Regions from separate parts of the Gossypium hirsutum genome. Here region 1 is linked to region 2. Evidence: chromatin contacts called from public Hi-C data. All regions are on one chromosome and are shown on one strand. Each heading gives the region's core, a stretch centred on a gene start, on an enhancer-like site or on the middle of the called end of the contact. The rest is flanking DNA. Distances are from core to core; before and after follow the strand shown. Region 1 has its middle 87 kb from the start of LOC121211955. Region 2 holds the start of LOC107927214 (LOB domain-containing protein 41).

Region 1 (6,286 bases), core at 386-2,885, 86 kb after region 2:
AAAAATTAATATTAATATTTTACTATTTTAATTTTAGGGTAAAGTACACCAACAGTCATTCAACTCTGATTAAAATAACAAAACAGATACTAAACTTTGAAAAGTTACAACTAGTCACTAAACTTTACGAAAATAACAAAACAATCATTAACATTATTGAAAAGTGACAAATCAGTCACCCACTAACATTTTCCATTACAGGCCTAACGGAACAGGTGACATGTTCCGTTAACTAACCACATTGGACATGACCAGCCAGAAGAAAAAGAAGAAGAATAAGAAGAAAGGGAGATCACAGTGGGTGCCTCAGAACTCATTATACTAACCTCTTCAAACTGGCCATGTTCGCTTCCTACTTCAACCATATCGTCCCTGTTAACTTCACTTCCCGCTTCAACCTTTTTCAACTCCTCTTTTTCTTTTTCTTTTTTTCCAGAAAGATTAAAAACTTTGAATTTGTTTTTCTCTTAATCATACTATCATCAACCTCTCTCAACACTAATCACCGCCACTATCCAATTAACCAATCGCCATACATTGCCACTATTGTCAAATCCAAACACCCTCATAATCACTCCATTTACCATCGCCACCATAAACACATCTTCACCACACCTTCAACAACTAAAAAATTCACACAAACAACACAAAAAATAAAAAATGAACAATAAAAATAACTCCAAAGGAAAACCAAGTGGAAGCCTGCAACGGAGAGAAAGGAAACAAAGTCAAAGAAAGAAGAAAAAAATATAAAGAAAAAAAAAAGAAATAAGAGGAACGTTGAGGCTAGTTTTGAGGTCTGGGGTAGTCATCTCAGAAATTTGAATGGTAGGAATGTAAAAGAGCTCGCAAAAAACAACATACCTTGGAATCAGACTGATTCGATAGTCAGATTTCGAGATCAGGTAAGGAGAAATTTGAACGTTTAAGCATAGATTCGAGTAGTTCGAGGTGATTTTTGGAGAATATGACTCCAAATTCATGTTCAAAGGGTCAAAAGAGACTAGTTAAGAATTTAGAGTTTTTCGACCACCGTTGGCAAATCGGCGCAATAGTCCAACGTTGATTTTTGGGTTTTTTGTTGTTGTTTTTAGGTTGCATTAGAACAGAAAAAATTTTGATAGTACAGAGAAGGGAGAAGAGAATATTAAACAAAAAAGAGTTTTGGTTGTATTTGTTTAGAAAATTAATAATAAAAATTAAAAAAAATTTTGATGGTGGGATCATATTTAATGTGGCACCCTAATAGGTCACGTTAGCTGCTAGTTATGTCTATAACAAAAAATGGATTCAGGTGATTGATTTATTGCTTTCATAAAATTTAGTGGTTAAATTATAACTTTTCAAAATTTGATATTATTTTGATCAAAATTGAATAATTGCTGTTACTTTTCCCATAATTTTATATCGATTATTAGACATTAGTAATTGAACATTTTATACCATATCAATTATTATAAAAGTTTGAATTATTTTTATTACTTTAAATTGTTCAAAAATTTAAGTCAATTTATAAGATTATGGAATAATTCCAAAGAAAAGTAGCGATAATTCCAAAGAGTGCTAGTTTGGGAAAGAGTCCAAAAGCACATGCAGAATGGGGTAGAAGCGCGTGGAAGCCACTTTCTGGCGTAAAAGTGGAACTAAATGGCCACGTGGACATCATGCAGCTCCATGTTTTTAGGAGGGTTCCCACTACTATTCCCTAGTGGATTTGATGGAAAAACGGTGGGTGGCTCAGCCCAGCTGCGTCTGGTTTCGGCTTTGGCTTCTTTTATTTGTTGACCTCCAAATCTAGTAAAACGTTCTTCATTTGGGAGTTGGAACTGCTTATCAGCTAATGCTCAACTATTCCACGTCAGATCATTTCTTTTATTCTACCACCTAATTTTGTCCCCAACTTCATTTTTTTTTTAACTTGGGTTACAAGGTTTTTGATGGGACACGTGTTTCCTTTTTTATTTTAATTTTTATTTTTAAAATGAAATTGAGTCAAGATTAAACTCAGTTAAATTTCAAATATTTATAATTTAATTAAATTTTATTTCAATTATTTTGAAATTAATTTTCAGTTATGTCTAATTTAATCCATTTTAATTCTTCGAAACTTTGACATGAAATGAGTGAACATTTGGATATCCAAATGTTTCTTAAATAATTATATAAAAATAATAATCAAAATTTTGTTTAAAATAAAATAAAGTTTTGTCTTTAAAATATTAAAAGAAGTTTTTTAATAAAAGTATTTTGAGCCTCAAAGCCCAAATCAGCTTCTTCTTCTTCTTTTTTTAATTTGGGTGATTTATTTTTACTTTCCTTTTCTCTCTCTCTTTTTTCTTTTTTTTTGTTTTGTTGTTGTTTTTCGTTGTTTCTTTCAAAAATAAAATGTTGAATAATTTTTTAAAAAAATGAAAAAGAAAAGAGAAGTGACGCAAAGCAGATCGATAAGTTCCAGATCTGAAAGAAAATAAGAAAATTTCAAAAAATTTCGAAAAAGAGAAGGCAAAGAGTCTTTTAGTTTACTGGCCATTATGGGCAGGTCTTTGACGATGAAGGTTGGAGGAACTTGGCCGGAGAAAAAAATGGTACAGAGAGCAAACAAGCAGGGCCAAAACATAAAGAAGGAAGAATAAGGAAAAAAAGAATAATTATTTTGAAGAAAATAAAATGAATAAATGATTTAATTTAGAATTTTTTGAACTTTCATAGGTGATTGAACGGAAAAATTTCTCATCAATCCCTCCGTGTTTTCATTGCCGATTGCTTGATTGAAATACGACATATTACATTTGTTATCGAAGTAACAAAAAATAACTTCCTACTTTATTGAATACATTAAGAAATCAAATATGAGATCATTTAGATTAAACCATTTCAAATAATCCAATTCGTTTTTAAAACTTTAAAATCAAGATGAAAACATTTTAAAACAATACCAAATATAGATTTTTGAGAGCAACAAGAGACACCTTGTCTAGCATAGATGTATCATTACAAGTGAGGACGTGTATCGATACAAGTACCTTGTACTATAGCAGTGGACATACTGACTTACTTGATATGATACATTTGACTATACGTACTGATACACTATAAAATCATTTCAAAATTTACCTAATTTGACCTTTAATATCACCACATCAAACCATAATATCATACACATACACAGTACAAAGTTATCCTACTTATCCACCAAGCTAGTTTATTTGGCAAGCAAGAAACCAATCATTAAAGTACATAACCTTCTTATATTTACTTCATACTTCATCTAAGGCATTAAACCTAAACATATAATATGCATTAGAAAATCCCAATAAAATTATTAGAGTTAAACCAATGATCTATACTAAACAAGATACAGATGAATTTCATATACAAATTAAAAAATTATTAGAAAAAGGGTTAATAGAAACAACTAATAGTCCACATTCTATGTAACACCATACACTCGGTCTAGAAGTCCAGTCCAAGCTTAGAGAGTTGCATTGACAATACTTACATACCACACAAGTAACATAATAATACTAAACCATGTTTCATATAATATTCATCATCATAAAGATTAGTTATTTAGTTAGTATATAATCTCCCAATGTTCTACTATCATAAATTACCGAAAATCTTAACATAACATTTGAAAGAAAGGTAAAAGCTTGACCGAGCTCCCACGGCACTGACCTGTTCAAGATTGAAAACTACCTGAAATCTAATTAATAACAAATATGAGTTGTGAACTCAGTGCGTAAAAGAAATTTGTTCAATTAATGCTTACTTATAGAATATTTCCAAGTTCAAAGATTTACTTCGATACATACAAAATGTTTAATTCAGATTCAGAGCAAATTTGTTACATATATATATGTAATACCCTGAAAATTTTTACAGTAAGATATTATCCTTGATATAGTAAAATAAGGAAATAAAGTGACATAAAGGGAAATTTTGAGTTATGTCAATATTAAGAAGTATATTATGATATATTAATTCAAGAAAGGACTAAATTGTAAAAGTGAGAAAAGTTTTGTTGCACAAGAGTAAATACTCAAAATTTAAGGGGTTAAAGTGTAAATATGAAAAAGTTGAAGGACCAATAGTGTAAATATTTTAAGAGTGGAATGATCTAGAAACTAAGGAAAATGGATGAATTAGGACCAAATTGAATAGGTAAAGAACTATGAGGGACTAAATTGCAATTTTACCAAAATTAAATGATGACTCAAGGATGGAATTTTAAAAGATAATAAAGGGCAAAATGGTCAATTGGAAGAGAGAGAAATCTAGAAAGTAATGATGATGTTGATGATATTTTATGATTATTTAATTAGATATATATTATTTTAATGAGATATTTTATTATTATTTTATTATTAATTATTTAGTATGAAAGGAAGGAAAGATGAAGAATTTTCATCATCTTTCCATGCATGCAGCCAACGTTAGAAGAGAAGGAAAAGAAAGAAATTTTCTTTTCTTTACAATTTGGTCCTTCCACCAAAAATTCACCATTTTCACCTAGAAATCAAAAGAATTTCCATTGCTACTAAGAGAGAGAAATGTTAAGGAGTCCATGGGGAGTTAGAATATCAAGTTGGATTCAAGAAATAGAAGCTGGAGGAGAGAGAAAATCAAGTTAAAGATTAGTATCAATAGAACAAGGTAAGTATATCAAGATTTCAATATGTTTTTAAGTTTGTTATTATTGATAAAACATGGAAATAATGTTATAGTAGAGTTTTCTTACATAAGGTCTTATGTTCTTGAAATGTTAGTGAAGAGAAAATAAGAGAAAGTGATGAGAAATGGTGTAGAAAAAGAAAATAAGGATGTTATAACATGGTAATTAATATCTTGTACTAAAACAGTATTGGACAGCAGCAGTAGACTAACTTTGAAAAATCACCATAAATTTTATAAATCGAATTAGAAGATGAAAAAAATATGAAATTAAATCTCACTGAGTCTAGTTTCTCATAGAAGAAACGGTGTAAGCAATAGATTTGTAAATCATGAGATATAATAAATTTTGTGAGACAACATCAGAATGATTTCGGGTTCCCCTGTTCTGACTTTGAAAACTCATAAAAAATTGTATAATCATAATTATGGGATTAAATTTATATTTTTAGAATCTTGAATGAGTCTAGTTTCAATATAAATAAACGGGAACATCATTAGAATTTTGTACAAGAATATAATTAATTTTTAGTGAAGAAGGGTCACAACTGTCAGACAGCAGAATAGGGGTAACTTTAAAGAATAAACTGTACTTATTGACTGAACAAAAAATTATAAAAAATTTATGATAAGAAGATTTATGAGTCTAGTTTCAGGGAAAATTATCAGATCTTAATTTAGAGTTCTAGAGCTCCAGATATAAATAATTTAGTAACTATGACATAGATGGACAGCTTGAATATTCATAAAAGTAAATAATAAAAATTATGGATAATGTTACTTACAAGTGTGTTATCTACATTAAGGATGTGGAATGGAGAGGAAGAGGAGGAAAAATATGTATGAATATTCATCTAGCATGGCTAATTTGCATATTTTAGGCTCAGGGACTAAATTGAATAAAAATAAAACTTTATGGGCAATTTTGTAAAAATGTCAAAAATGACCAAATTACATGAAATGGATTATTTTATTATTTAAATTACAAAATTGAATGAAATTATTAATTTAGTTCAAGATCGGGGGAAAACATGTTTTAGGGATTAAATTGAAAAGTGTTGAAATTATGGAAAATTCTGATATTTTATAGAATTCATGGACTGTTATCAATATATATATATGAGAATAATAGCTGGAAATAAGGATTAAATTGCAAGAATTTTATTTTCCTGACCCTAAGGACGAAATCGTCATTAATTAAAAGTTAGGGGCAAAATGATAATTTTACCTAGAGCATTAATTAAATGCATTAGAATATGAAATGAATGAAAATGATGATCAAATTTATTTATAAAGATCCAGACGACTCAAATATGAGACTTGATCGTGGAAAAGAAAATATATTGGATTAATGAAATTATAAACACAAACAAGCAATGAGGTAAGTTTGTGTAACTTGAATTTTATTTTAAATACTTGAAATATGTGATTATGTGATGAAAATATGATTTGAATGTTCAATTCATGATATTTGATAAAATATTGATAATACTCGATATAAATTGAAAATAAATCCCGGTTGAATGAAAGGAAAATTCGATGGATCTCTGAAAAGGAATTGACGGTAAAAAGGATCTAGCCCGGACGGGTGATCCTATCCTGATATAGCCCT
Region 2 (6,568 bases), core at 219-2,718:
AAACAACCCACAGCTCTTCTATGTATAAAACAAAAGCCGGAAACGAGCCGCCAAAACTGGGAACAAACTATCCTTTTGTTTTTCCTTTTATAAAAGCCATTTAAGCCGCCGGATAGTCAAGACCCAGCTCAAACTTACACGTTTGACTATCCTCGAACGTGCCGTATGCTTCCACTCTCCTTTTCTTTACAGGCACCACCACCTGACAAGCACGTGACATCACCGGTTTAAACCCCAGCGTCAACTCCAGCCCAATCTCGCTGCTTCCCTCCACCGTCCTTTCTTCCAACACCTTACCTCCGAGCTCCGGCCCCGCCGGAAACAGCCGCGAAGCCGCCACTGTTTCCTCTGAGATCATACTCGAGGTTTCTTTACTTTCCCCATCCATAACAGCCAACTCAGATTGGTGACTCAGCGAGGACTCGTGACTCGTCGACCGGTTTCCCTCGAACCCTTCATCAGCGTAACACCGCGGTTCGGGTGGTTCCGAGCTGCGGTTCTCCTCCTCTAAGACCGGGTTATTCACCTTCGGCTTCAAAGTTCTTTTAACTCGGCACCGTGTCTTAACTCGTTGGACATCGTTAGAGGCTGCAGAGTTTTCATCTTTGGAAACATGACGAATGTCGTATGCTTTTAGAGGCGGCCCTTGACCATTCGCAGCGGCTTCCGACGCAATCGGAGTGATCGGAGCACCTTTTAGCACAGCTTCTACGGCGGCTTGGCAAAGCTGCCAGCTTCCGGACCATAATAAGCCGACAGAACCGTATATCGGGTTCACTATCCGACCACAAGCCTCGTATAATAACGACCTAAAAATAGCTGAATAAATAGGGAAAAGAAATCAGTGAAAGAAAAGACAGTAATCTAAAAATAATGTAAATTAAAAATAAACAGAGCAGATGTGTGAAAGGAAAGTGAAACTGACCAGGGCGGAGGTGTTCGGGGCCGGCGTTGATGAGGTTCATAAGGCCAGCACGGCCATAGAACTTGGCTAGAAAGACGGTGGCGTTTGCTTGGGATTCAGGGCTTTTGATCCATTGTAAACAGGGCCTGATGCTACAATTTTCACTGCAGCCCTTACGAAGAATCCGGCATCCATTACAACTCATGCGCATTTTGAGAAGTTGGAGAAAGAAAAGAGAAAATTTGGGGGGGGGATTGAAGAAAAGAGGGAAGTTGGAGTATTTAAGGGAAGCGGAAAAGGAAAATATAAAAATAAGAGATATTCTTTTACGAAAAAATGGCCGCTGGGTTTTCAGGTATAGGACCAGGGGAACGCAGTTGTTTTAATTTCCAAAACGCTGGTTTCCACATTCAAGGAGGTTGGCTTTCAAAAATAAATCAATTTTTATTTAAAAAACAATAAAAACATGGTACTGCTATGTTTTTAAATACTTTTGCTATTTCACTACTCTCACCCTCTCACTCGTGCAACTCACTCCCAATTAAGGAATCCAATTTCAATTCCCCATTGGAGGCGTACTTAATGTACTGTCCCTTCTGCGTAAGACAACCTAAATATTTACGGAACGTAACTCCTCTCGGGGAAATCGATGCACAACTCATTTTTACTAAACTACCCCCACTTGCGCTCGATATGTTACTGCTTTCTAAAGGGTAAAACGGATACTTGAATATAAGGACAGGTGGTGAAAAAGGTAAGGGATGCCATGCAAATGGGTCCAAAAATTGAGAAAGGAAGAGAGTAGCGCGTGGAAGACACGTACAGGCATCAGAGTGTTGTCGAATCGCCACATATGAGGTAGAGGGTGTGAAGTGGGAGCCCCTGTTTTATTTTAATTAAAGAAAAACAGAATAAAATAATATAGAAAAAGGCTCCTGGTTTTCGGGAGGTTCGTGTTGATTCAAAAACCACTTTAAAAGAGGGAAAGCGAAAACCGGTAACCGGTTTCCGGATTTGAATGTTGGGACTGTGGGCGCTTCACAAGCTCATCAGCCAACGGTTTTGAAGGGGTTTCTTTTATATATTTTCTTTTCTGAAATTTGCATTAAGCTCATACTTATCATCTATTACAGTAGAATAAATAAAGAAATCATTTTTCTTTATTTGAGAAACCAATTTTCTTATACGGTTTTATTTCTAGTATACACTTATATGTTATCTTTATTAATCTCATTTACATTTCTAACTTTTTAAATTTTTTTTTTAATTTTACTTTTATAAAAAATAATCGAAAGGTTTGTTTGTTCATTTTAATGACATGATGACATTTTAGTATTTAATTAATTTTTAAATTCTAAAAAAAAATATTAAAAATATTGCAAGAAGTTGCACATTTCTCTTTTTCTTATATTTTTTTAAAATAATTTATTTAATTTTCATAATTTTTAAAAAATATTTTATATCTTTCTAACCAATTTATTCTTTCAAAATATTAATTTATATGATATTAAATTATTTTATATCATAAAATAAATATAGCTAATCATTCAAAACAAAACTAATATCCAAATTATTAAAACTAAGTAAATATATATTCATCCAGTAATTTCTTTTACACTTAAATATAGAAGGTTTTCTATTCAAAATAGATCTCTAAGTGGTAGTTTTTGCGGTGGATAAGGCGAAAAGAATGCTATTGACAGCGATGATTAAAGGATGGAAAAAGGCTTGGCAGTGCTTTCACTTACTGGTAGGGAGGAGGAGGAGGCATGGCAAGTAGATCTGAAGGAGGAAGTGAGGGAGTAGGTGGTGAATCTGAGTGTGGTGGGTAGCTTCTTGATGGCCACTGTTGTACAGTTTCAGGCGATGCGCACCACTTTGGTGAATTTATGGCACCCTCATGGGGGTGTTAAGATTACTTATATGGGTGAGAAGCGGTTTCTCTTTCAGTTTTACTATGAGATTGATCTTGACAGGTTCTTGGATGGAAGTCCCTAAACGTTCAACAACCATTTACTACTTTTTCATCGATTAAAGGAAGGGGATGACCTCATGGTTGTGCCATTGTTTCGGGTTGATTTTTTGGTCTAGATTCATGATCTTCTGACGGGATTAATGTCAGAAATGATGGCTAGGCAATTTGGGGGCTTTTTTGGGGCAATTTTAGTATGGTGCGAAGTCATTGAATAAATGGTATGGGGGTTATATGCGAATTCGTGTCAGGATTGATGTGAGAAATCCGCTAATGAAGCATAAGAAACTTATTCTGGAGAACAAATGGTTCTTTTATGCGCGATTCCAATATGAAAAGCTTTCGATATTTTACTTTTTTTTATGGCTGATTGGGATAATCTGAGAGATTTTGCCCAGCCAAGATCGTTAATGGGAAAAAAATTGGTATCTGAGTGGGATCTTTCGATTAAAACAATACCGAAAAGAGCAATGGTGGTGACTAGTCCTTAGTTACGGGAGAAGGGAGAAAGGCCACGGATTAAAAAATTGTAGAAATCGCTGGGTAAAAGGACAACTGAGGGGTTAGCGAATATATAAGGTCTATTTTGAAATAGGGATTTTTTGCGTCTAGCGAGAGCGAATCTTGGGCTGAATATGGAGGGAAGTTGGACACTGGTATTAGTGGAATAGAGAATATGGATTCGAATAAGGAGTTGTGAGAGGAGGATTTCCCTATGGAGATTGGAGAGGGAAAGAAGCGTCAACGCAGTTCTCAGTTTTCTTTAGTTTTTAATGAAATGGATTTGGGGAAAACTAATGATGGACTTCTTATGTTCTTGATTCTGAGATATTGACTGGTTCTGTAGGGTAGGGCAGCCGATTGTAATGGAAATCTTATGCTGAAATGTTTGGGGACTAGGGAATCCCCGAACAAGGCATCGCCTTTGGCATATGCTGAGGGTGACTAATCTCGATATGGTTTTTTTATGGAAACTAAGCTACATAGTTTGAAAATGGAGGAAGTTTGGAGGACATGGGGGATGTGGAGGGAATAGATGTTAGTAGCAAAGAAACAAATGAGGGTTATCTTTAGGATGGAAGTAAGGAGTTAAAGTAGTGTTAAGAAGATTTTCGATGAATCATATTGATGTGACAATGGAGGGGGAGTTAGAAGACATTAGGTGGCAATTTGTTGGGTTTTCTGGACATCTAATGGAAAATTTAAGGCATCATTCATGGGATTTGTTAAGAAATCTTGTATCTGATAATGGGGACCCATTGTTAGTTATGGAAGATTTCAACGAAATTATGTATTCCACAAGAAACAAGGGGAAAGGTTGACTGATGAATGGTCTATAGAAGCTTTTCACTTGATCCTTGATGATTGTGATTTGCAGGATGTGGGTTATGAGAGGCAATGGTTTACATGGGAACGTGAGAGACTAGCTAGTAATAATATTCAAGAAAGGTTGGATAGAGGGGTGTCTACTCCGGGATGGGAAGATTTATTCCCCAATTATAGCCTGAAGCACTGTGATCATTCGATTTCTGATCATTTTCCTCTCTTAATTAACACTTGTGGCAGAATGACAAGAAAAGAAAATTTGTATTGAGGTTTTAAATTTGAAGCAGCGTGGATTCTTGAAGAGTCATGTGAAGGTGAGGTGCGTTGACTTTGGGGGAATGCATAGGAACTGGTTCCTGACAGACTTCGGTTGGTTAGAAAGGATTTAGTGAGATGGTCTAGGGATGTGCGAAAGTCTTCATGTCTGAATATGGATTGATTAAAACTTCAACTCATGTTACTGAAAGCATGAATGACTTCTTGAATTCACGATTTACAGCAGAAGAGATTGATGCGGTGGTACAAAGTATGCATCATACAAAGGCACCAGGGGAAGATGGCTTGCCAGATCTGTTTTATCAACAGTTTTGGCATATTATAGGTACGAATGTCGGTGCTTATTGTTTGAATATTTTGAATAATGAGGGTTCTTTGTCAAAAATTAATCATACAAATATTATTCTTATACCGAAGAGGTTGAACCCTGTTAATATGACACATTTTAGGTCGATAAGTTTGTGTAATGTCTTTCTTAAAATTGTGACTAATGTTATTGTGCATAGAATGCAAATGATAATGTTGCACTACATTGAATAGGGGTAGAATGCGTTTGTGCTAAGAAGGTTGATTATTGATAATGTCATTGTTGCTTTTGAATTGTTGCACTCTTTGAATAAGAAGGTTGGAGAAAGAAGTGGGGCTTTTGAGTTCAAACTTGATATGAGTAAAGCCTATGATAGAGTAGAATCAAACTTAATTAAATATGTTATGCAAAAACTGGGATTCGGGGAAAATTGGGTCAAGTTGATCATGAAATGTGTTCAAACTATCAGCTATTCCATTGTGTTAGATGGATGACCTAGAGGCCTTATTACTTCTATGTAAGGGTTACGTCAGGGGGATCCACTAAGCTTGTTCTTATTTTTTATTTTGAACTGAGAGATTGTCTGCATTTCTACGTTTAGCATTACAAGAGGGGTTAGTTAAGGGTGCAAAAGCGAGTAGATCAGGGTCGATGGTGTCGCATTTATTTTTTTGTCGATGACAGTTTGATCTTTGGAGAGGCAACGGGGGTGGGGGCGACAAATGTTAAGAGTTTATTGAAGGAATATAAAAACTGTTCGGGGCAACTTATAAACTTTGACAAACCTCTAGTTTATTGTAGTTCAAACGTTAGTAGTGAGGATCGATAGTTAGTTGAAGGGGTGCTTAGGGTAAGAAGTTCAATGGATCTAGACAAATACTTATGTCTTCTACTAGTGATTGGTCGTAATAAGAAGCTTGTCTTTTGTACTATTTTAGATCGCATCTGTGGCAAAATTAATGAGTGGTGCAATTGCTGGCTTTCACAAGGTGTTAAGGTAATTTTCATCAAATTTGTTTTACAAGCAATCCCAAATTATATTATGTCATGTTTTTTACTGCCCAAAACCTTTTGTGAAGAAATTGAAGGTGTTTTTGTGCGTCATTGGTGGTAAAATATTCAATCAAGGTATACATTGGTGTGGTTGGGAGAAATTGTGCAATCTTAAGGAGGATGGAGGTTTGGGTTTTTGGCAATTAACTAAATTTAATATTGCTCTCCTAGCAAAGTAGGGATGGCAATTGGCATGCAATCCTACTTCGTTAGTGGCACGGATATTGATAACTGAATACTATGCACAGAAAGATTTCATGAGTTCAAAGTTAAGAGGTCAACCTTCAAATATTTGGAGAAGCATTTGGTCTGCTAAAAGGCTTTTGTTGAAGGGTTGTTGCTGGCAAGTAGGTAATGACATGTCAATTCCCGTACGGGATACGACATGACTTCTCGGGGATCAAGCACATTTTATTCAGTCACCTAGAGTGAATGGTATTGAAAAAGTTACTGATTTAATTAATGAGCAGCAAGGCACTTGGAAAGAAGATATTATCAATAGTACCTTTACAGATTTGGAAGCTAGGAGGATTTTGTGTATCCCTTTGGTAGGTAATGGCTCGGTCGACAAATTGCAATGGTGTCTTGAAAAATCTAGTGAATATACAGTGCGCAACAGGTACCAGTTGCTGTTGAGGGGATTTCCTAGCATTGCTAGTGACTTGTACAATAATATTGGTTTCAAAAGAAGACAATTATATAACAAATGTAGCAAATTAAAGTGCCAGAA

The links. Hi-C and Micro-C count contacts between places; a contact is called where the count stands out from the background.
Region 1: a Hi-C map of leaf shows a contact between it and region 2, with 3 times the contacts expected there. The contact joins the enhancer-like site here to the promoter of LOC107927214 in region 2. A contact is called at or near these places in 7 of 34 Hi-C or Micro-C datasets (fibers, hypocotyl, leaf and 1 more).

The regions. Positions count from the first base shown.
Region 1 is chrA12:11,531,801-11,538,086 of Gossypium_hirsutum_v2.1, forward strand. No RefSeq gene overlaps it. Among protein-coding and RNA genes, the nearest start is that of LOC121211955, 87 kb to the right of the region's middle. Within about 2 kb of position 1,636, at least 4 of the 9 cell types and tissues checked have an H3K27ac peak or open chromatin away from gene starts, as enhancers often do. A contact at or near this core is called in fibers, hypocotyl and leaf, where this site is marked.
Region 2 is chrA12:11,446,464-11,453,031 of Gossypium_hirsutum_v2.1, forward strand. It overlaps LOC107927214 (LOB domain-containing protein 41), which reads right to left and starts at 1,469. Exons shown (of 2, transcript XM_016858244.2): 1 at 926-1,469; 2 at 1-819. The coding sequence starts at 1,115. The coding sequence ends at 101.